7 separate regions of the Mus musculus genome follow, and all the other regions are linked to region 3. Evidence: chromatin contacts called from public HiChIP or PLAC-seq, Micro-C and promoter capture Hi-C data. All regions are on one chromosome and are shown on one strand. Each heading gives the region's core, a stretch centred on a gene start, on an enhancer-like site or on the middle of the called end of the contact. The rest is flanking DNA. Distances are from core to core; before and after follow the strand shown. Region 1 holds the start of Lima1 (LIM domain and actin binding 1). Region 2 holds the start of Acvrl1 (activin A receptor, type II-like 1). Region 3 holds the start of Slc11a2 (solute carrier family 11 (proton-coupled divalent metal ion transporters), member 2). Region 4 holds the start of Racgap1 (Rac GTPase-activating protein 1). Region 5 holds the start of Bcdin3d (BCDIN3 domain containing). Region 6 holds the start of Cers5 (ceramide synthase 5). Region 7 holds the start of Asic1 (acid-sensing (proton-gated) ion channel 1).

Region 1 (2,700 bases), core at 80-2,579, 550 kb before region 3:
GATGGCTGGTATTCATGCACACACATCACACAAATGGTAATTTTTAAAATATATATATATATATATATATATATATATATATATATATATATATATATATATATATATATATATATATATATATATATATATATATATATTGAAGGTCAGGGACAGTGGAGCACACCTTTAATCCTAACATTCAAGATGCAGAGGCAGCCATATTTCAGGCAGCCAAAGCTAGATAGCCAGCTCAAGGCTAGTCAGGGATTCTCTGAAGAAGCAGAAAGAGGAAGAGAAGAAGAAAAAGGAGGGAGAGGAGGAGGAGAAGACAACGACTGAGGAGGAGTTGTTCTTTCCTGCTAACTCTATAGCTTTTTGAAGGCTGTCTAAACATGATCACACTTGGTCGTCCATAGACTAACTGGACTAGGTATTTGTACCAGTAACTATGTAGATACAAAGTAGCCCACTCACCCACTTCCGTGCCAAGGATGATCTGCCCTCCAAAGGTCAACGTCTTAAAAACATAACCTCACAGTCTTCGGCTAACTTGCAAAGTCAACAGAACCATTTGGATTAGGCAGATTTTTGAGAGCTGGAATTAGTTGCAAGACAATAGCAGATCAGTATCTCTCACCAGGATCAGCTAAACTCATTGTTGTGAGCACCAATAAGAAGGCTAGGACGGGTGCCAGATGGTTCGCTCCTAGCACCCACGACTTCGAGCTCCAGTGTGTGTGGCCAGGGGTGTACAGTTACCTAATATTAACACCTACGGATGCGAGTGAGCAGTGGATCCCAGCTCAAGTACACCATAGCGATTTGGGAAGGACACAGCAAGTAGGAACTGTTCGGAAGGATGTTAAGTCTTAACCAGAGTTCATCTGGAGGAATGGACGGGAGAAAAATTGGAAAAGGAACGGCCGCGTGGAAGAAGGAAAGAGTGGCAGGATTACCTCCCTAAGAGGGTGTTTTAACTTTTGATGAAATGCCACTTTCCCTCCATCCCGTGCGAGACCAGGGGCCCAGGCAGCGAAGTCTCAGTCCCTTGGACTTCCCAGAAGGGAGGGCGGAGCATGGGAGGCTCCTCCAACGTGGACCCCAAGGGGTGAGCCTCCTGCTCCTGCTACCCACCGCCTCAAAATACGCGGGGAGAGTGCGGGGCTCAGCAGGGTCTCCGCGCGCATGCAGGCTGCGGAGGGCGAGGCGAGAGGAAGCGCTTACCTGACTAGAAAGCCGTCGGGGCTCGGCGCTGCACGGCCACGGTCCTGCGCTCTGTCTGCCCAGCGCACCTGTCGCAACTGGGCTGCAGCACCTTCAGCTCCGCGGCCCCGCCCCGGCCCCGCTCAGAGCCCCGCCCCCTGCCGCGGAGGCGCGCCCGTCTCCCGCCTCCCGCGCGGCCTTGGAGCGAACGTGCTCGCTCCCGGCGGCGTGTTCAACTCGTGACCGGAGCGTCGCCCTAGTAGCGGTGGTGTTGCAGGAGGCGTGGCTCCTGTGTCAGCCTCCAACTTGGTCGTGTCCCCTTTCTGGCTCACCCTATCTCTCTCTGACTAGAGATTGCAGCAGTTTGATCTGAGACTCACCCAGAAATCTGGTCTAAGTGCAACTTCAGGGAAGTTCCTGGTGCTGTCGGGGTAAGTTCTGTGGAAAGGTATTTTAAGAGAGGCCATGCCCTGTGCTGCAAAGAGCTGCCAAAGAGGCCTGGCTCAGACTACATTGGATCACTTCACCTCAGTGGACCTGAGTTTCCTCAGGAAAGGATAGGATTAGATAAGAGTAGGTGGTGTCCAAGTTCTCCAAGAGCTATGGGTTTTGTTTGTTTGGTTTTTGGTTTTTTGTTTTTTTCAACAACGGGTGGTTTTCCTTCATTTTCTTTTGAGACAGAGGAGGGTCATCACATGTAGCTGAGATTAGCCTGGAACTCACAGTGTAGCTGAAGTGATCTTTGAGCTGTTGGCTCACAAAACTGCCCGTAACTCCAGCACCTGGGGAACCTGATACCATTTTCTGGCGTCCGTGAGGAACTGCACACACATCACACACTCACACACATATACATACTAATAAGATTAAATAAAAGTCTTTTTTAAAAGAGGCTCTAAGAGAAGGGTAGTAGCACACACCCTAGAGTGGGCTTGCACTTCTCAACAGTGTCTGCAAGACCTGTTTCTGTTTCTGCACTAGGAATGTGAGGGTCTGAATAGATCATGAGGAGACATAGCATGTGGCCATCCAGCCCTCAGATTCTTGGCTCCACCACCATTCCTCTCTGCACGAAGCCTTTTGATAGTATCCTTTCCTGAGGTCTAGTGACATACCAAACGAAAGGAATTCTGAGGCTTTTCATGTGAGTGTTGATTAGTATCATAAGGGCCAGTGGTAGAAAGATTTGTTCAACTCCTAAAGCAGTCACTGGCAAAGGGCACAGGACATGTGGCCTTTATCCTGGCAACTGAGGTAGGATGGTTGCCTTGAGTCCCTGGATGTCCAGTGTTACAGAGTGAGAATAACCCAAAAGGAACAAAACAAGAAACCTACAAAAAGCTGTTGATGAACAAGTTTTAAGGAATTGAGCCATTCACCAAGGATAGAATATCATTCAAAAATCTAACCTAGACTGATTTCTGGATAAATGTACTAAAGAAGCAAATTAACTTTATTCGAAGATTAAAAGGGTTTTGTTTTTGTTTTTGTTTTTTTAAACGGGAAATCAGCAAA
Region 2 (2,700 bases), core at 198-2,697, 710 kb after region 3:
TATGGGAGGCTTGGGTTCACAAGAACAGCCCAGGCACCAGCCAGTGTCGGGAACGCTAAGAAGAGGGGAAAGATGCCACCCCTGTCCACAGCTTCTCTTCAACCTCCTAAATTGACTTCTCTCCGTCTTACTTCACAGGCCTGCCCACAGAAACTCTTCAGTCCCCACTGACCCCCTCAGCCACTTCCCAGCTCCTGACCTTACCCATGGTCCCCTATCTGCCCCTTCCCAAGGAGGCGGACCTTAGACTTGGGCTGCAGAGGTCCCATGGGTCCTGTCCCACTCAAGACAGAGAGCCGCCGGCTGGAGAATGAAAGGCTTACCGGAAGCCATGGCATGTGGGAGGAAGAGTGGGTGTGAAGATGGTCATGTATCCAAGCTCCCTGTTCTATAGAGTGTAACAAAGCGACCACCACAATCTGGAAAAGCAGATACTGTAATCCATAGTACTGCAAGACATGGTCTGTCCTGACCCTGAAATTTGGTTGAGCCGGGGCTCTGGAAGGTCATGGGGCTCACAATTCAAGAAGCTGCTAGCATGTGGAGCTCAGCAGAGGAAGTAAGACCAGTGGGAGCCTCCCGCCTTTCTCTCCCCCAGCCTCTATCCTTGCCAAAGGATAGGGCACCTCTGTCCCATCTTGCAAAATCTACATGACAGGCATGACACCTTAGAGATTGCTTCTGTGTTCTCCCACTGGGCTAGGGCCACCCCTTCCCTAGCCTTCTCAAATATTAGCCGACAAACTCCTTCCTTGAGGAACTTAGATAGGCACCATCTTTTACCGTTTGAAAGATGGAACACTATGCTCATTAGTAGCGGGGGGGGGGGGGGGGGGTTGAAGCCCCTGGAGGTGTTAGTGGGGTCACAGCAACTAGCCTGGATTCCCAGCTGGTGGAACTACTTCAAGGTCCCCCACAAGGATATTCACAAGGCTAAGAGTAAAACTCAAGTCCTGCCCAGGAAAGCATAGATTTTCACCCAGTCCCAGCCTGTACTGCCGATCAGGAAGAGGAAGAGTGTCCTGTCTTCCCCATCCCGAGCCCTCTGCCCAACTCCCCAGCCGCAGGTCCCAGCCTCACAAGGTTCCATGCCCCAAATTCTAAAGCTCCCCATCTGGTAGTTGTGCCCCGCCCCCATCCCGTGGTTGGGGTCCCAGCCCGGCTAGACAAAAAGGACACGGCTGAACAGAAAAGACAAGGTGGCCTTTCCCTCTATTCTGGCCACCCCTGACCTGAGGGAGAGGAACAACTAACTGTCAAGCCTTGAGGTGCACAGACCAGACTGACTCAGAACGGACCTATCTAGGTTTCTTTAGCCCGAGGCTGAGCGTTGATGGCCAGCACTGTGGACAACGGAAGGGAACAAAAGTATTAAGGGTGAAGGGCTGGAATTTGGAGGCAAAAAGATTTAAGCCAACTGGAGAATCCAAAGGGCGGAGCCAACTCTGGAGCAGACACTCCCAGCCCAAACTCAGCTTTCTTAGCGCTGTTCCTTAGGAGTGAGCACAGGTAAGTTGGCTGCTACCTCACGCGGGTCCCTCCCTGAAGCCCTCACGAATCTAGATTTCTGCCTCTGGGTGCAGGCTACCCTCTCCTGGCCTAGAGCGACGCTTCCGCAGCTAGCTCAGTCCCTACGTTCCTACCCAGGACGCACGGGACCCCAATGCCTGGGTTCGAAGCCTGTCCCTTCGTGGCAGGGAGGGGCTGGGGTGGTCGCACTCGGTCTGCAGCCCTCTAGAGCCGAGCCCTGCTGCTGGGAGGCGTACTGGGCAATAGGAAACGAGTTATTAGGAGGGAGTGGTGGAGCCGGGCCAGGCAGGAAGAAGCTAGAATAAGAAACATTTTGCTCCAGCCCCTTCCCAGTCCCCGGAGGCCGCCGCGCCAGCCGCGCAGATCGAGACCTTTCCCGGCCCCACAGGCCGGCTCTGGACGTGAGACCCCGGCCGCCTCCGGCAAGGAGAGGCGGGGGTCGAGTCGCCCTGTCCAAAGGTGAGTCGGAGTGCCGCTGGGCCGGGCAGGGAGACCTGTCCCTGGTCTCAGGGGGACCCTTCTTTATGTGGATCTCAAAGACCTCTCAGACGGCGCGTGGCAGGGTCAGTTTTAGCCGGGCAAGACAGTCAGCAGTCCCCTGGTTGTGGACACACACCTCCCTGCTACCCCGACCTGAGCGTGGAAGGGGGCGGGTCGAGCACGGATGGGGAATCAAAAAACTTTTTTTGCTAGGTATCCTGAGGCCTTTAGCTTCTCTTCCCTGCCGAGATTAACTCTTCTACCCTTATCTATAAAGGTAAAACGGGACTGAAAGATTCTTCCCTCCTGAGCTCCAGGGTGCTCTGTTGACATAGGAGCGACTTCCCTTGCGGAACCTCCTCATAGAGACCACTTAACCTGGCACCCCAATCCTTATCTCTATAGGGTCACAGAATTCCCCTGCCGTGGGTGTCCTTGACATTCCCCTTTAGGGACTCCTGGCCCTCCCCCAGGCTGAGATCCAGGCAGTCAGTCAGCCCTGCAGAGAACAGCTCTGCTTTCTTAGGTCTTCCTTTGAAGGACACATTCCCCTGCTCACGAGCAACTTCTGGATGAGTTCGGCCCCCTCTCTGACCCTCCAGGGTCAGTCTGTCTAGGGGGTCTGTCTAGGGTCTTTCCTCTCTGGATCCTCACCACTCTAGCTGGCCCCCCACCTGTCTTCACAATTAT
Region 3 (2,700 bases), core at 63-2,562:
ACTGCAAGTTCAAGGCCAGTTAACGAGAGGTAGCCAGATCTAGTCTCAAAAAGACAAAGAGTAAGAAGGTACTGTCAGCACCTTGCATCTCTTCACCTGTAATTAGATGCACTTGCAGACTAACAGTATGGCTAGAAAGCCTTGCCTGGAGGACCTTTGGCAATAGCCCAGGGGACTCAGGGCAAAGACTACTGAGAAGGTTAAAGTCTTTAAGGAAACAGCAGGCACAAGCAAGCAGTAATTTAAAAAAAAAAAATACCGGTCAGCAGGAGACTGCCCTAAGCACTTTACCTGTATTAACTAACAACACCAACAGCCCTGACAGACCCAACCTTCACCACCACCACCACCACCACCCCATCCCCCCACCCCACCTTTAAGTGTGGACCGCAGGAAAGCTTAAGGAGCCTGAACCAAAAGTTAACACAGCCAAGAAGTAAGGAGACTTGGTCAGGGTGGAGAATGCCACGGTGGACAACGTGGACAGTTTCCCGTGGTTTCCCCACGGGTCACATGGAAGCTCTCGGATGCCCACCGGCCCTCACCAGCTCTTCTCCCATATTTTGCTTTTGCTGCCTTAAATCACACCGTTGAAAACCAAGGGATAACCGAGTGTCTCCATTTTATACAGCGGAAACTCTACTTCTGAGGATGCCCTTCCAAATATGATGTATCCAAGAAACGGACAAAGAATCCAAAGGTGGAATATCAAACAAATGAGTTTGCAAACTACCCGGCCTAGGACGCCGCTGAGAAGGGGAGTATCCATCGCGTGCAAGTGTCCCTGAACGAGGCCTTGGAAGGCGCAGGGTCCCAGGCTGCACACACAGCCGGACAACCGAGCAGCACTCAACCGCGAGGCCTGAGGCCTTCGGGCAGACCGCGCAGCTCCCGCAGCCGCTGGGCTGACAGGGCGCTGCGCTGCAGGGCACCCGGGGCTCCGGGAGGGCACTGCGGTCGCACCCCCCGGCCGGCCGGCCGCGGAAGGGTGGTCCGGTGTCCCGGGTGGCGGTGAAGAGCCGAGGCCCGTGATCGTCGGCGCCTATGCTGAGCCGGGAGCCCTCCCGGTCTCCTCGGGATACCGGGTTCCCTCCCCGGGCTCGCCGCTGCGCCCTCCCCGCAGGCTGCTCCAGCCCCGTAGGTCGCCGTCCGAGCCCCCTCGCACGCCCGCGCACAGCGGGCCGCCGTAACCCCTGACCCTGCCAGCACCCCGGCTTACCGGCTCCGCCACCTCCACACACGCCGCGCCGGCGACTCCATATCCCAGGAGCCAGCGGCGACCCAGTCAACCTCCTGCCCTCCCGTGATTGGCCGGCCGGGCGGGAGCCCCCCTCTCCTGATTGGCTGGACTCCTGCAGCTGCGGGATTGCGTGGCCGGCGGACCGGGAACGGAGGCTCCGCCCATCCGAGCTGCCTGGGGGCGGGGCCTGAGCGGGGGCGGGGCTGATCCGGAGGCGTGATTCCGCCGGGCGCGCCACGGTCCTCGCAGTTCAAACCTTCGGCGTTCTTATATTGGCAACTCCCATCCCCGGAATGCTCGGGACATATACATTTTTGTCATAGTTCCCGCCACTTCCTTTTAGGCAGCTACACGCCTTTTTCCTCCTAAGAGATGATAACTCCGAGAAACAGCTACACTCGATCCTAAGGCGCCATGGCAGTCCCTATTAGCTTCTTGAGCCACTGCTCGGTGCCCACTGACGCGCCAAGAACACCCCACGCCTGGGAGGAACCGAGAAACTTCGACCAGTGGAGCCAGTTCGGCTGCACCCGTCGTCCTACTCCCAAGACTCACAGTGATCCCACCTGGCTCTGTCTCTTCTCCACACATTTTATCCTGCCTGCCCCCAAAACAGTCCCACTCCATCCCCGGCCTCAGCCTCACCTCTTCGCAGTTTTATGACCTGACAACCCCCCGCCCCAAGTTGCCACCGAAAAGGACTTCTCGATTTCCCCTACAACAGTATAGATGACAGCCCTGTTTTCTTCATATAGAAACTGCCGGGAGAAATGTTCATTATTTGGTAAGAACGGAGATAGGAAGAAAGGGTAAACCCTAAAGATGGAAACTTTAAAAAAAAAAAAAAAATGACAGCAAAAGCAAACAGAAAGGCCCCTGGCTGGGGCTGCTGCTCTTCATACAGAATCGTCACCTGAAAGAAGAGAAACTACAAATTAATCTTGGCCGCCTCTCCAGCTCATCCGTGGCGTTGGAGAAAGGCTTCTTAAATGCCTTCGAGCCCAGAACCTTTCTTCTGGGACCTTCCGCTGCATCTAGAAAAGAAAGGGGCGAGATCTGTTTGTGTCAGCGTCCAGGTGTGCTCCTCGGCTGGCCAGCGTCCCTGGGCTGTGGCCACTTACTTAGCTCACAGTTGGGAGCAGCTGCTGCCGCCCTTGGCTGCTTCTTCCCCATGGTGCAGGACTGGTTTGGCTTTTCAGAGCAGCGCAGCCTCTATATATGCAGAGGAGTACGCCTCCCCTTGGCTAGAGAGAACACTTAAGGTAGGTCAACACTGAGGGAAAAATTTCAAACCGCACCCTTCAAAGCATAATCAAATTTCATCTTTGACCGGCCATGAGAAGGAGGAATTGTATTTCTGCCACTCCTAGTTATTAGTAAAAATTAATTGAGTTAAAAGTTTTCTTCTGAGATTTCATTTATGTGCCATTCGGCAGGGCAGGACGTGGAGGCGGGCAGTG
Region 4 (2,700 bases), core at 184-2,683, 770 kb before region 3:
TCCAGGACATACAGAGCTGTTACACACAGCAAAACCCTGTCTCAGAATAGAAATAAAAACAGAAACAAACACACACCTACCTTTCATCAACCCAAAAGCCAAGTTGACCAGCAGACAGCACTGAAGTCTAACACAGCATAAGAGTCCCTATCTTTACTGCACCCTGGCAGCCTGACATGCAGCCTCATCAGTCCACAGAGGTTTTAAAGGTTAGTAGAAGACAGTCTTACGTGAAATTACATGTACAATTGTGCTGGCCTGTAGCTCAGCTGATACCATGTCTCTCTAGCATGACAAGCCCCTGGTTTCTGTCCTCAACACAGCAAATACTGAGAATGGCAGATCACACATGTAATCTCCAAGTTATCCTGTAATGCCTGTAATCCCAGCACTCCAAGGACAGGAGGCTCAGAAGTCCAAGGTTATCCTTGGCTACAAGAGGCCAGCCTGGGCTACATAAGACACTACCACACATACACGGAGTCCAGTTTATTTAGGAGTGATAGAACTTTAAAAGGTAAACAGTAAATCCAATAACCTTCCGATACACTATTGGGAGTACTGCAGTCAGTCTCTCCCCCTCTTCCTCTCTTTCTTCCTCTCTTTCTGAGGCACAAAAACAAAGCTCTCATTCCAAGGGAAATGAGTGAGCCAAATATAAGTGACCCTGGCTAGTGAACATGAATCCAGAATACCAAAATACTACGTTGTGATATAACCATTCTCACTACGTTTTATAGTTAAGAACAAGTCTTAGCTTTTCTGTTGGTGGAAGCTGTTCATATAAATTAATACACCCCAAAGGGTTTCACATGCAAATCACAGAACAGTAGGTAGGTCAGTGACAGAGGTGGGCAATAAATTATTAAAAGGGGGGGGGGCCTGGAAAAAAAAAATCACCCGAGATAGGCTCCGAATTTGCAACATTCCAACTCTCCACAACTAGGGATGTTCTAATGAGCCTTGTGGGAGACAGCCTAGAAGGTAGAGGCTCTCCACGTCAGGCCGCCGGGTTCCCCAAACACCTGATTTCTCCCTCAAAAGAGACTGTTCCTCGGAAAAGGGTATGAGGGGGCTCTCCCCGCCATTCCCACGCCCGGCACTGGGGCTCGCCAAGACCACCTTGAGGGAACCACACCCGCACCCGGCCGGCCACGCCTCAAAAGGACGCCCCGACTTTGCAAGGAGCGCCACGCCGAGAGCAGCCGGGTCCCGCCGCCCCCTCCCCTCGCCCGCCTCCCCGCCGCCCGCTCGCTCGCTCGCTCGCGACCTCGACCGGCTTACCGAGGCTCCCGGCCCCGCGCACACGCAACCCCGTCCGGCCCGCGGCGCTCACTCTCCGGCCGCCGCGCCCCAGGAGGGCTGCTGTCTACCAGCGACGCGCCTCACTAACGGCAGTGTAAAACCGCGCCGCCAGATCCGGTTCAAAATCACGCACCAGCCAATCACAGAGGAGCTCATAATCACGAAGACGCAAGTGTCAGGGCCAGGGGGCGGGCGCAAAACGGAATGGGCATGCGCATTACATTAGCGAGACGCCCGAAAGGCGGCCATTTTGACTAAGGGCACACACACAATTTTGCGGGAGTAGTGGGTGTTTCGTGGCCCGTGTAGGACTCACATTCCAGGCTCCAGCTTCCTTTCTTGCAATTATCCTAATGACCTGTTGACTAATTGCATATTATTTCTTGCCTCCTGTTTCCCCACGCAGTCAAATAGGACCCTTGGAAACTAATAACTGAATAGTTTTCGGGTCTCACTGTAGAATAGGAAGAATTCCAGAAGGAGACAGAGCAGCAATCATTTTAACCATATTTACTGAGCTATAATTATCCCTCCATTCATTCACGCATTCATTCAGACTTCTATTTGATGCACAGTAAGTATGCCAACTTCATAGCAAGCACTCTGCTAGGAATCAGAAAAAAATACCGATCATGTGGTCTCTGCTTTCCAGTAGCTATGAATGGGGGAAGACAGCTCAAGAAAACAAATAGAAATGCAAAATGAAGTGTTATAATTCCATTTAATAAGTGGCACTTAAAATTTGGCGTCGTATTGGTACAGAGGCTTTGAAACTTTGAAAGATCTGGACCCAACATCAGAAATGCCTTTTACGTACACCAGCAAACTATTCATCTTAATCTATTAGTGTGTTCCCAATGTTTCTGTTCCTTTTTTTGTTATGTCTCTGTGTTGGTGTCCCTTCCTTCCTGAATTTACTAATTACTGGTAGGTGTGGCTACTAGCAACTTGACAAAATACTGGCTAGCTAGAGTTTACTAGAAACAGTGATCCAGGTACACCCCTTTAACCCCAGCACAGCAGAAGCAGATTTCTGTAAGTTCAAGGCCAGCCTGGCCTGCCTCAGAAGTCTAACCACCAAGGGAACTGAGCCCTTCCTCGAACTCTTTACAACCGTGGTATTTTCAAAGGCAGTTCTGGGTGGGTGTGGTGGCACACACCCGAAACCCCAGCACTTAGGGCGTGGAGGCTGAGGGATTAAGACCAGCCTCTGCTACTTAGTTTCACACCAGCCTAAAACAAACAAAAAATCAGATCCAACCATGGCTCTTCCTTGCTGAAAACCATTAACCGTTTCACTTCTCCTCCTTAAAAAAAGATCAGGGTCTTTAACAGGGCTCCCCTAACCTGGGCTTCCGGGCTCTCCAGCTGCCCCTCCTGACTCCCTCCTGTCTA
Region 5 (2,700 bases), core at 87-2,586, 950 kb before region 3:
CCTTAGTCAATTGCAACCGTGTCCTTTCTACTGTGGCTCTGTATATACTGTTTACAATTTTAAAATCTTTTTTTTAAAAATGTTTTTCTTTTCTGTTTTTCTGCTGGTTTCCTATACCACGGTGACACGTTTACAGGGACACACACCCAGCTGGTTACTGTAGTCTATAACCAAAAGCTCTCCTCAACTGAGACCCTCAAAGGTCTTCACCACCCACCAATGTCTCTTTTTTGTCGTTTTTGGAAACATGGTCTTAGTAGCCTAGGCTAGCTTCAGACTTGTGGGAATGCTTGTCTTCTGAGAGCTAGAATTACACGTGGGCAAAAGGTCTATCCCTGGACTCTGGTGATGGAATGTGGAGCGAATGGCGGAGGGTCCTAACCATTTGTAATGTTGGATAAAACTGCCCGCTTCACTGGGACATCCACTAACTAGCTACAAATAGGCGAGACTGTTATTTCCTTATTTTTGCTGCGGTTTGACTCTAATCATTACATGTCTGAAAACACTCTGCGGTGGGAAAGGTGGTTAAGGCTTCCTCCTCTGGCCGGATGATCTATTTTCTTTCTTGATCCCTCTCTACTGTTCACCGTTGTACTCTGTTAGCACAAGTAAATAAGGATCTGGCTCCAGGTCTGTCTTGCACTGTATATCTACAGCCTTAAGTTTCAGCCGTGATTACGTCACCCTGGCTCTTATCTTTTAGGAATCAGGATTCCCAGATTTTTTGGGGGGGGGAAGGGAAGGGGATCCCCGTTCCCCAGCCAAGAAGACCAGCAAAGCAAGAGAGGAGGCAAACGCCGGAAGTCCAGATCAGACGGTCCTCCTCCCCAGCGGTCTGGCGGGAATTTTTGGAATGAGTTGTGGATTGCTCAAAATTCCTCACTCGGCCGTGGGGCCCCAAAGGGAGGGCTGGGACGTGCACGTGTCTGTCAAGGCTATACTTTAAAAGCCCACTCTGGGCTTTGAGTTTTGATGCCACGCCCAGGCCAGCACCACGGAGGACGCGGAGGCTGACCATCGCTGGGCTCCCGGCGCTCCGATCCCTGCCGCGTCACTCACCCCGGAGTTACACCCCACGTCGAGCCCTAGGATCGGCCTCTTCTCGGGACCCTCGGGAGGGAAGAGCTGCCGAAGAAGCTCCGGGGGCAGAAGGCGGAGCCTTTGCTCGGGAGGGTGGAAGCGGGAATAATGAGGGAAATTTCCGAACGGGGCGGCCCCGGGTTCCAGAGCCCCCGGATGCTCTTCCTCCACAGCCTCTCCAACGCCCCCTCTTGACAATGTCCCGTCTGCGGCCATCACGCTCTGTCCCTCGGTTGGGGCGGAACCGGAAGTCTGGAGCCCGCGGAGGGAGGGGGCGAGCGCAGCGCCAGCGCGCATGCGCCTAGGGTAGAGGTCTGAAAGAAGGTGAGTTTAGGTAGGTGAGAAGACCCCAGTGCCTAGTCGGGGCTTTCGGTATCCTATTGGAGGCCGTGATCGTCCCCTCTTACTTAACGGACTTGCCCAACTTGAGTTGAACCTTGGGCCACTGACCAAAGCAAGGAGTTTGTGGGGGTCTTGAAAGTGAAGTTGGTCCAAGTTTCTTTCTTTTCAGATACACAAAGTGAGCTGTAAGGAAGGGGGATTCCTTGTCTGGGGAGTATGTGTGTGTGTGGGGCCTGTGACGGGGTCACACAACAATGCACTGACACAGGAACTTGAGCCTGGTTTAGAAAACGTAGCTGGAAGCTCTAGAACACTTAAGGTGCCACAAGGGGACCGACAGACATAGTAACTATAGACTTCATTCCAGAGGATGGAGTTGCTACATTGATACTTTTCAGCTGTGAACCTCCTATATTTATCATAAATCCTGGCGCACGGTTGTTCAGTAAATACTTGTTGAATGAAAACTGTACAAGATGCAAGTGACTAAGCCGTATCTGTTTGGGGGAAGAAAGAAAATGGGAGAACAGAGTTAAATTGAAAGAGATGTGTTGAGATAAACTTAAGACCAAAAGTGGGCCGAACTCTGTAAAAATGGTTCAATCAGGAAATGCTTGCTGGGTAAGCTCGTGGACCTGAGTTCGGATCCCAAACACCCACATAAAAAGCAGGGTGTAATGGTGTATGCCTGTAATCCCAGACTAGCAGATCTCTGAAGTTTGCCGGCTAGCCAGCCTAGCTGCGTTGGTGTGTGCTCCAGGCCCACTGAGAGATTCTGTCTCAAAAGATAAGGTGGGAAATGATCGAAGAAGATGCCTGCCATCCGCCTCTGGACTCTACACACGTGTACACACGCTAGGAAATAGTAATACTTTAAAAGCTTTTTAAATGTGGTCTGGGGTGGGGAAAGCTGGTGAGGAGAGAGACTGAGGAGTCAGCCTCCCTTAGTCTCTGTTCTATTGCTGTGGAGAGACAGGTAACCATGGCAACTCATTAAAAAAATAATTGGAGGCTTGCTACAGTTTCAGAGGTTTAGTCCATTATCATCATGGTGGGAAGCAGTAGCTGAGAGCTAGACCCTGATCCATAGGCAAAAAGAGAGTCCAGGCTTAGCCTGGGCTTCTGAAACCTCAAAACCCACCTCAGGTGACAAACTTCCTCCTACAAGGCCACACCTCCTAATCCTTTCAAAGAGTCCCACCCTCTGGTGACTATTCAGACATATGAGCCTATGGGGGCCATTTTTATTCAAACCACCACATGGCCTAAGCAGTA
Region 6 (2,700 bases), core at 100-2,599, 650 kb before region 3:
TTATTTTGTCTAACCACATCTCCACACTAGAAAAGGAATTCTGGCATCAGTGTCGTGTTTGTTCTAGATAAGGTTTTTACAGAAGGCGTCTCTGCCTACGAGGAAAGTACTTCCTTGGAGTTTGAGTAAGCTTTATCAAAAACACAGCTATGATTGATCCTCATTACAGATCGCATCAGATCCTTGAAGAACAGTGTCTTTTTGGCAGCAGATAAGACTAGCCCTTTGAAGAACGGGGTGGGGGTGGGGTGGGGGGGATCTTCTGCCCAGAGCATGTAGCTGGGCAAAGTATGTTGTGAATACTACCACCTTAGAAGCTGGTTCACAAAGCTGTTTCCAATAAAGTCTCAGGCTCCATCGCCTTCAAAATGACCACTTCTCCCATCTCAGGCTTCCAAGGCCCGTTCAGCAGTTCCTCTTGACACCTTCCCCAAATGTTGGAAGCCTCAGGCTTCACCACACCCTATCCTAGCCAGACGTCTGCTGTCATACTAACACGTTCACGCGCTAACAAATCAGGGCTTGGGGCCTAACTGATCCTGTTGTTTCAAACCCCAGAAGTAAAGTAACTTTAGCAAACATTACATCTCATGCATCCACCTACGTCGCTCGGAAGCTCTGGCGCTTGCACTGAACCCACAAGCTTCCAGGACCCCAGCTAATTCTGGTTCTCCCAGGCCCTTCCCGTTCCTCTCGCCGGGCACTGCGGGAGCACGACTCACTCTTGGGTTCCTGGAGATTGGGAGGCAGCCTTCGAGAGCTCCATGCGACTCTGTGATCTGCACTTCTGAGGCCCAGCACTCCCCTCGATTCTCTCTCACTCGCCCACACCCTAGACTCGCGCGGTCTGCGCGCACGCAGGCTCCAGGGGCGCGTCGCCGGGCTCCGAGCATCCCCGCCGCGGCCCGGGCTCCCCGGCTCCCCCGCCCCGCCGCCTCGGCTTCCGGCCCTCGGTCTCCGGCCCAGGCGTCCCGCCCCTACCCCCCGCCATCCCCGGCCCCGCGCAGCAACGCTCACCGCTCAAACAGCATCCTCACGGAGAAGATGCACACTGCCAGCGGGAACACCGACAGCACGTGCTGGGCGCGCGGGTAGCCGTAGCCGTCGCCCGGGCCCTCCAGGTCCGCCCAGCTCACGTTCTGAGGCAGCCAGAAGCTCTCGCTCCACAGCCAACCCCACAGGAGGCCCAGGGTTTCCGCTGCTGCAGTCGCCATCTTACGCGCGCCCGGCGGCCACTGCCGCCACAGCCTCGGAGGCAGTCAAGGCAAAAGGAACCCGCTGGGAGGCGGCCCCGAGGCGGGGCCCGGCCTACGGCCACCCTCTTCCGTCCCTGGGTCCTCCCAGCCGCCCAGCCCGCCTCTCCCGCAAGGATGGCCTCCTCCCCGCCCATCCCGCCTTCCCGCCCACTTCTCCGTCGCAGCAGCCCAGGCCCCTCATGTGGGTCCCGGCCTCGCCCCGCGTGCCCATTTCTTCTTGGCCACGCCCACCTGTCCTGGTCACGCCCCTCACCTGCAGCCCGAGCCACGCCCAGTTTCTTTCAGCAGGTTCGACATCACCATGGTCACACCCCTACCTCAGGCTAGTTTCTCCCTTTTGGAAACACTCTTCCTAGTCCAGCAGATTCAAGTTCTTTCTGGCTCCCGGCCCGGCTATACGTTCCTGATCATCACTTACAGTCCCGGTGTCCCAGCCAGCCGGCTGTGCTGTTCATCCTAGTTGATTCCTCCTCCTCCTCCTCCTCCCCCTCCTCCTCCTCCTCCTCCTCCTCCTCCTCCTCATACTCCTCCTCCTACTCCTCCTTCTCCTTTTTTGCACTTCCTTGATCTCCACCCCCCTCCTTGGCTTTAGGCCTTAAAAGTTACCTTCACTTTTTCTCAGAGAAAACACAAGGCTTTGAAATATCTTTACATTAAAAGCCTGTAATTCCAGCCTCCACTGTAATCCCACTTGGGGCTCAGGGTCGTTCTCTGCAAGTTCAGGGCCAAAATGAACTTCATGAGACCTCCCCATCCCACCCCCATTCCCTTTTGAGTGTCTGTGGGAGGTAGTGTTTCACAGCTGACGGCTCCGCACTTGGGTGACCAAAGGGAGAGAATTGTCCCTTCCTTTTAAGACCAGTTTGCATACAGTACAGGACAAAAGGTTCCTCCTCTCCCCTCTTGAGGCAGAAGGTAATGGGGGGAAAAAAAAGCAACAAGGCAAAAGGAAAATAAATGACCGCTAGTTTTAATGACATCTGTCATGTAGCAGTTTATGAAGGAATAAACTGAAGTCCAAAGAGGCAGAATAGTTTGCCCAAAGTCATATAGACCAACAGCTGTAATTAGAAAATAATTAGAGGGGCTGGTGAGATGTCTCAGTGGGTAAGAGCACCCGACTGCTCTTCCGAAGGTCTGGAGTTCAAATCCCAGCAACCACATGGTGGCTCACAACCATCTGTAATGAGATCTGACTCCCTCTTCTGTAGTGTCTGAAGATAGCTACAGTATACTTAGATATAATAAATAAATAAATCTTAAAAAAAAAAGAAAGAAAATACTTAGACTCCAGAACTCTCATTTCCTTATCTTACAAACCACCTCAACTTTATTTTTTTATTTATTTATTGTTTCCAGCCCGCTTGGGCCCAGATCGCTTTGGCCTATTTATTTATTATATGTAAGTACACTGTAGCTATCTTCAGACACCCCCAGAAGAGGG
Region 7 (2,700 bases), core at 5-2,504, 750 kb before region 3:
CAGGGGCATGGCAGCCCACCAGCAGCGCTTGTGCCGTTGGACAGCTCCCCAGCCGGAAGGCGAGATACTATCTTTATTTTGGCAGCTTGGCGCTCTGGGTCCTGCTGAATGGACCTCAATCTCTCACCAGACCTAAACCCCTATCCCTGGAGAGACATCTTCACTGGTTTCTAGGGTACCTCTTACTCCCAACCCCTCACAAATTCTCATCAGCTTCTTCCCTCTATGTCAGGTTCATTCCTCAAACTCAAACCCAGAACCATGTCCCTGAGACCTGCTTCTCACCTTCCTTCTCTCAGAGCTTCACCAGCCTGTAAGTGGAGCAAAGGAGCTGCAATGGATATAATTCTGATCTTGCATCACACACACACACACACACACACACACACACACACACACCACACCATCATCTGACACCATCAGACCTCAACAGCCTCTGTGTTAAGAGCTCCTAATGAGCATCAGCAAATTAACAACTTCCCCTTGATTGCTCCTTCTCTGCTAATTGGATAGGGAGGGCCCCCCCCCCAAGGCCTCGGAGAAAGAAAGAGGGAGGGAAGGAGAGAGGTGACAGCTACAGGAGCAGCCTCCAGGTTTCAGGACTCAGATTTCTGGTCCATCCCAGAACACACTCCTCCTTGCAGCCTTCATTTTGTATCTTTTTCTTTTTCCCTACTTCTGCCCCATCTGCCCTCACTTCTGGCCATGTCTCTTTTCTTCTCTCTGTTCCTCTCTGCTTTATAGATCTGCCAATGAGGCACTTGCACACGGGCTGCTTAAGAAATCCACTGATATACAAATGGGGTCTGGGTGGCCAAGGGTATTTATATATGTGCATGTGTGTGGGTCACATGAAGGTGGGAAGCAGGAATAAGAGCAGGTGAGTGAATGTGTACAAACAGGTAAGTGCTCGTGTGAGGGTCAGGCTTCAGGGATGTGTAGGTGTATGTGATGTGTGGATGGCTGAGTGGCAAGGTAAGACTCCGGTCTGAATGTGCCTGTATCTCCACACAGGCAAATGCTTGAATCAGTCAAGTGTGACTGTGACTCGGAGTGTGTGTGTGTGTGTGTGTGTGTGTGTGTACACGTGTGCATGTGCCATCAGAGGAAGCAGCAGCAGCAAGAAGCAGGAGCTTCGATCCGAAGGAGACAACGTGGGGAGGGGGACGCTGGGGGCAGACACCCTCCTTCCTGCGCGCACACGTGCGCGTGCACACACACACACCCCATAGTCACACACGCACACACACGCGCACACACACACAAGCCACAGGGCCTCGCAAGCAGAGAGCGGAGCCGGCTCCGGGATCCGAACGAGGCAGCTCTGCTGAGAGCGGCGGGAGGAGGCGAGCCAGCGGGGGGAGCCCTCGGTTCCGCTCCCGGGCCGGGGGCCCCCCGCGCACACCGGCCCAGAGACACCCTCGCAGACACTCGTAGGCGCGCACGCGCACCCTTTCCCCTCCTCCTCCCCTCCCGCCGCCTCCCGGCCGGACGATGGATCCCTGCAGATCCCGGGGCTGAGAGCACCGCGCAGCGCCAGCGCGCCGAGCCCCGGGCGGACCAAGCCGAGCGAGCAAGCGCGCGCGGGCGGCGGACCGAGCTGAGCCGAGCTGGCCGAGCGGGCCGCTCCCTGCAGGGCTCTACGCGGGTGCCGCGGCAGCCGGCGGCTCGGGCTCCGGGCCATGAGCCCCTCCGCCGCGCGGCGCTGAGCCCACGGACCGCCTCGCGCCCCAGGACCTGCAGCGGCGGCCGGCTTTCCCCAGCCCCCTCAGGTGGGTTTCCGACCCCGCTGCCTTGGGCCCCGGGCTTCCTGGTGCCCCAAAGCCGAGACTCTCCTCCACTGTAGCTTTCTCCAGCTTCTGGGGAGGCTCGGCGGATGGGGAGGGGGCGGGGGGCCGAGCCGGGAATATGACTGCGACGAGAAGCTGGACTGGAGGGGGTGCGTTCGGGGCGGGGATAACTGGCTGTCATAGGGAACCGCGCCCCCCCCCCCCATTCCTACATCCACCTCAGGCAGCCTACCATCCTCTCCCAAACACACACACACACACACACACACACACACACACACACATACACACACAGCCTGCGCCTATGCCTGTGCTTGTTTGAGAACTGGAGACACAGAAGGTGAGGATACAGGCAGGGCCCCTCCCCAGATGTGCCCACCTCCGGAGAGGTGGCCCTGGTTTAGCTCCTGAGGTGACAGCCTGTTCCTGGGGATACCCTTGATCAAGAGAAGAGCCCCTGACCCCTGGTTCAGCCCATTATGGGGAGTTTGATCTTGGCTGGGGTAGATATTCCTGTCCCAGAGTGACCTCACATCTGGAGGGAACTCCCATGCCTGCCTGTGGGTGCATCAGGGACTTCCCTCCTTCACTCTAGTGGCTGTATCTGGGGTCCCCCATAGTCTGGGAAGCTTGCAGACCATTCTCTCGACCCGAGCTGACCCCCCCCTCCAAGCCTCTATGTTTTAATGACTGTCATCTTGGATGGTCCCTCGTTCAAGCCACCTTTGGAGCCTGCATGTCAGGGAAGTCTTCCCTTGGACAAGCAGTGACCTCCGGTTAAGGATTTTGAATGGACATAATTGGAGGGGCCCTATATGCGCCTTCATCTCAGGACAATGACAGAGTCTTGTCTCCTCTTTCCTCCCTCTAGGATCCCCTTGGCAAGCATGGAACTGAAGACCGAGGAGGA

What was found. Promoter capture Hi-C pulls out the DNA fragments that hold promoters and counts their contacts. A called contact is a pair of places that touch in the nucleus more often than the background predicts. HiChIP or PLAC-seq counts read pairs in DNA pulled down with a chosen protein or histone mark. Capture Hi-C pulls out chosen DNA fragments and counts their contacts.
Region 1: a promoter capture Hi-C map of pre-B cells shows a contact between it and region 3, with 4 times the contacts expected there. The contact joins the promoter of Lima1 here to the promoter of Slc11a2 in region 3. A contact is called at or near these places in 1 of 39 promoter capture datasets (pre-B cells), 2 of 115 datasets of contacts at active chromatin or transcription factors (embryonic stem cells and stem cell-derived neural progenitor cells) and 1 of 9 other capture datasets (pancreatic islet).
Region 2: an H3K27ac HiChIP or PLAC-seq map of embryonic stem cells shows a contact between it and region 3, with 7 read pairs. The contact joins the promoter of Acvrl1 here to the promoter of Slc11a2 in region 3. A contact is called at or near these places in 1 of 39 promoter capture datasets (liver) and 2 of 115 datasets of contacts at active chromatin or transcription factors (bone marrow-derived macrophages and embryonic stem cells).
Region 4: a promoter capture Hi-C map of liver shows a contact between it and region 3, with 2.4 times the contacts expected there. The contact joins the promoter of Racgap1 here to the promoter of Slc11a2 in region 3. A contact is called at or near these places in 1 of 484 Hi-C or Micro-C datasets (embryonic stem cells), 1 of 115 datasets of contacts at active chromatin or transcription factors (embryonic stem cells) and 2 of 9 other capture datasets (adipose tissue and liver).
Region 5: a contact with region 3 is called in an H3K4me3 HiChIP or PLAC-seq map of stem cell-derived neural progenitor cells, with 6 times the contacts expected there. The contact joins the promoter of Bcdin3d here to the promoter of Slc11a2 in region 3. A contact is called at or near these places in 2 of 39 promoter capture datasets (hippocampal neurons and pre-B cells), 3 of 115 datasets of contacts at active chromatin or transcription factors (embryonic stem cells, pancreatic cancer cells and stem cell-derived neural progenitor cells) and 1 of 9 other capture datasets (liver).
Region 6: a contact with region 3 is called in a promoter capture Hi-C map of liver, with 4 times the contacts expected there. The contact joins the promoter of Cers5 here to the promoter of Slc11a2 in region 3. A contact is called at or near these places in 4 of 39 promoter capture datasets (hippocampal neurons, liver and pre-B cells) and 2 of 484 Hi-C or Micro-C datasets (both in embryonic stem cells).
Region 7: a Micro-C map of embryonic stem cells shows a contact between it and region 3. The contact joins the promoter of Asic1 here to the promoter of Slc11a2 in region 3. A contact is called at or near these places in 1 of 484 Hi-C or Micro-C datasets (embryonic stem cells) and 1 of 115 datasets of contacts at active chromatin or transcription factors (stem cell-derived neural progenitor cells).

Annotation. Positions count from the first base shown.
Region 1 is chr15:99,874,127-99,876,826 of GRCm38.p6, forward strand. Lima1 (LIM domain and actin binding 1) reads right to left here and starts at 1,330. Exons shown (of 11, transcript NM_001113545.1): 1 at 1,207-1,330.
Region 2 is chr15:101,127,075-101,129,774 of GRCm38.p6, forward strand. Acvrl1 (activin A receptor, type II-like 1) reads left to right here and starts at 1,448. Exons shown (of 11, transcript NM_001277257.1): 1 at 1,448-1,509; 2 at 1,853-1,989.
Region 3 is chr15:100,421,743-100,424,442 of GRCm38.p6, forward strand. Slc11a2 (solute carrier family 11 (proton-coupled divalent metal ion transporters), member 2) reads right to left here and starts at 1,313. Exons shown (of 17, transcript NM_008732.2): 1 at 1,220-1,313. Gm5475 (predicted gene 5475) reads left to right here and starts at 1,451. Exons shown (of 3, transcript NR_040351.1): 1 at 1,451-2,502.
Region 4 is chr15:99,650,223-99,652,922 of GRCm38.p6, forward strand. Racgap1 (Rac GTPase-activating protein 1) reads right to left here and starts at 1,434. Exons shown (of 17, transcript NM_001253808.1): 1 at 1,285-1,434.
Region 5 is chr15:99,473,394-99,476,093 of GRCm38.p6, forward strand. It overlaps Bcdin3d (BCDIN3 domain containing), which reads right to left and starts at 1,337. Exons shown (of 2, transcript NM_029236.2): 1 at 1,063-1,337. The coding sequence starts at 1,299.
Region 6 is chr15:99,771,166-99,773,865 of GRCm38.p6, forward strand. It overlaps Cers5 (ceramide synthase 5), which reads right to left and starts at 1,350. Exons shown (of 10, transcript NM_028015.2): 1 at 1,018-1,350. The coding sequence starts at 1,214.
Region 7 is chr15:99,669,123-99,671,822 of GRCm38.p6, forward strand. It overlaps Asic1 (acid-sensing (proton-gated) ion channel 1), which reads left to right and starts at 1,255. Exons shown (of 12, transcript NM_009597.2): 1 at 1,255-1,772; 2 at 2,662-2,700. The coding sequence starts at 2,678. Gm34880 (a long non-coding RNA gene) reads right to left here and starts at 734. Exons shown (of 4, transcript XR_875662.3): 1 at 286-734.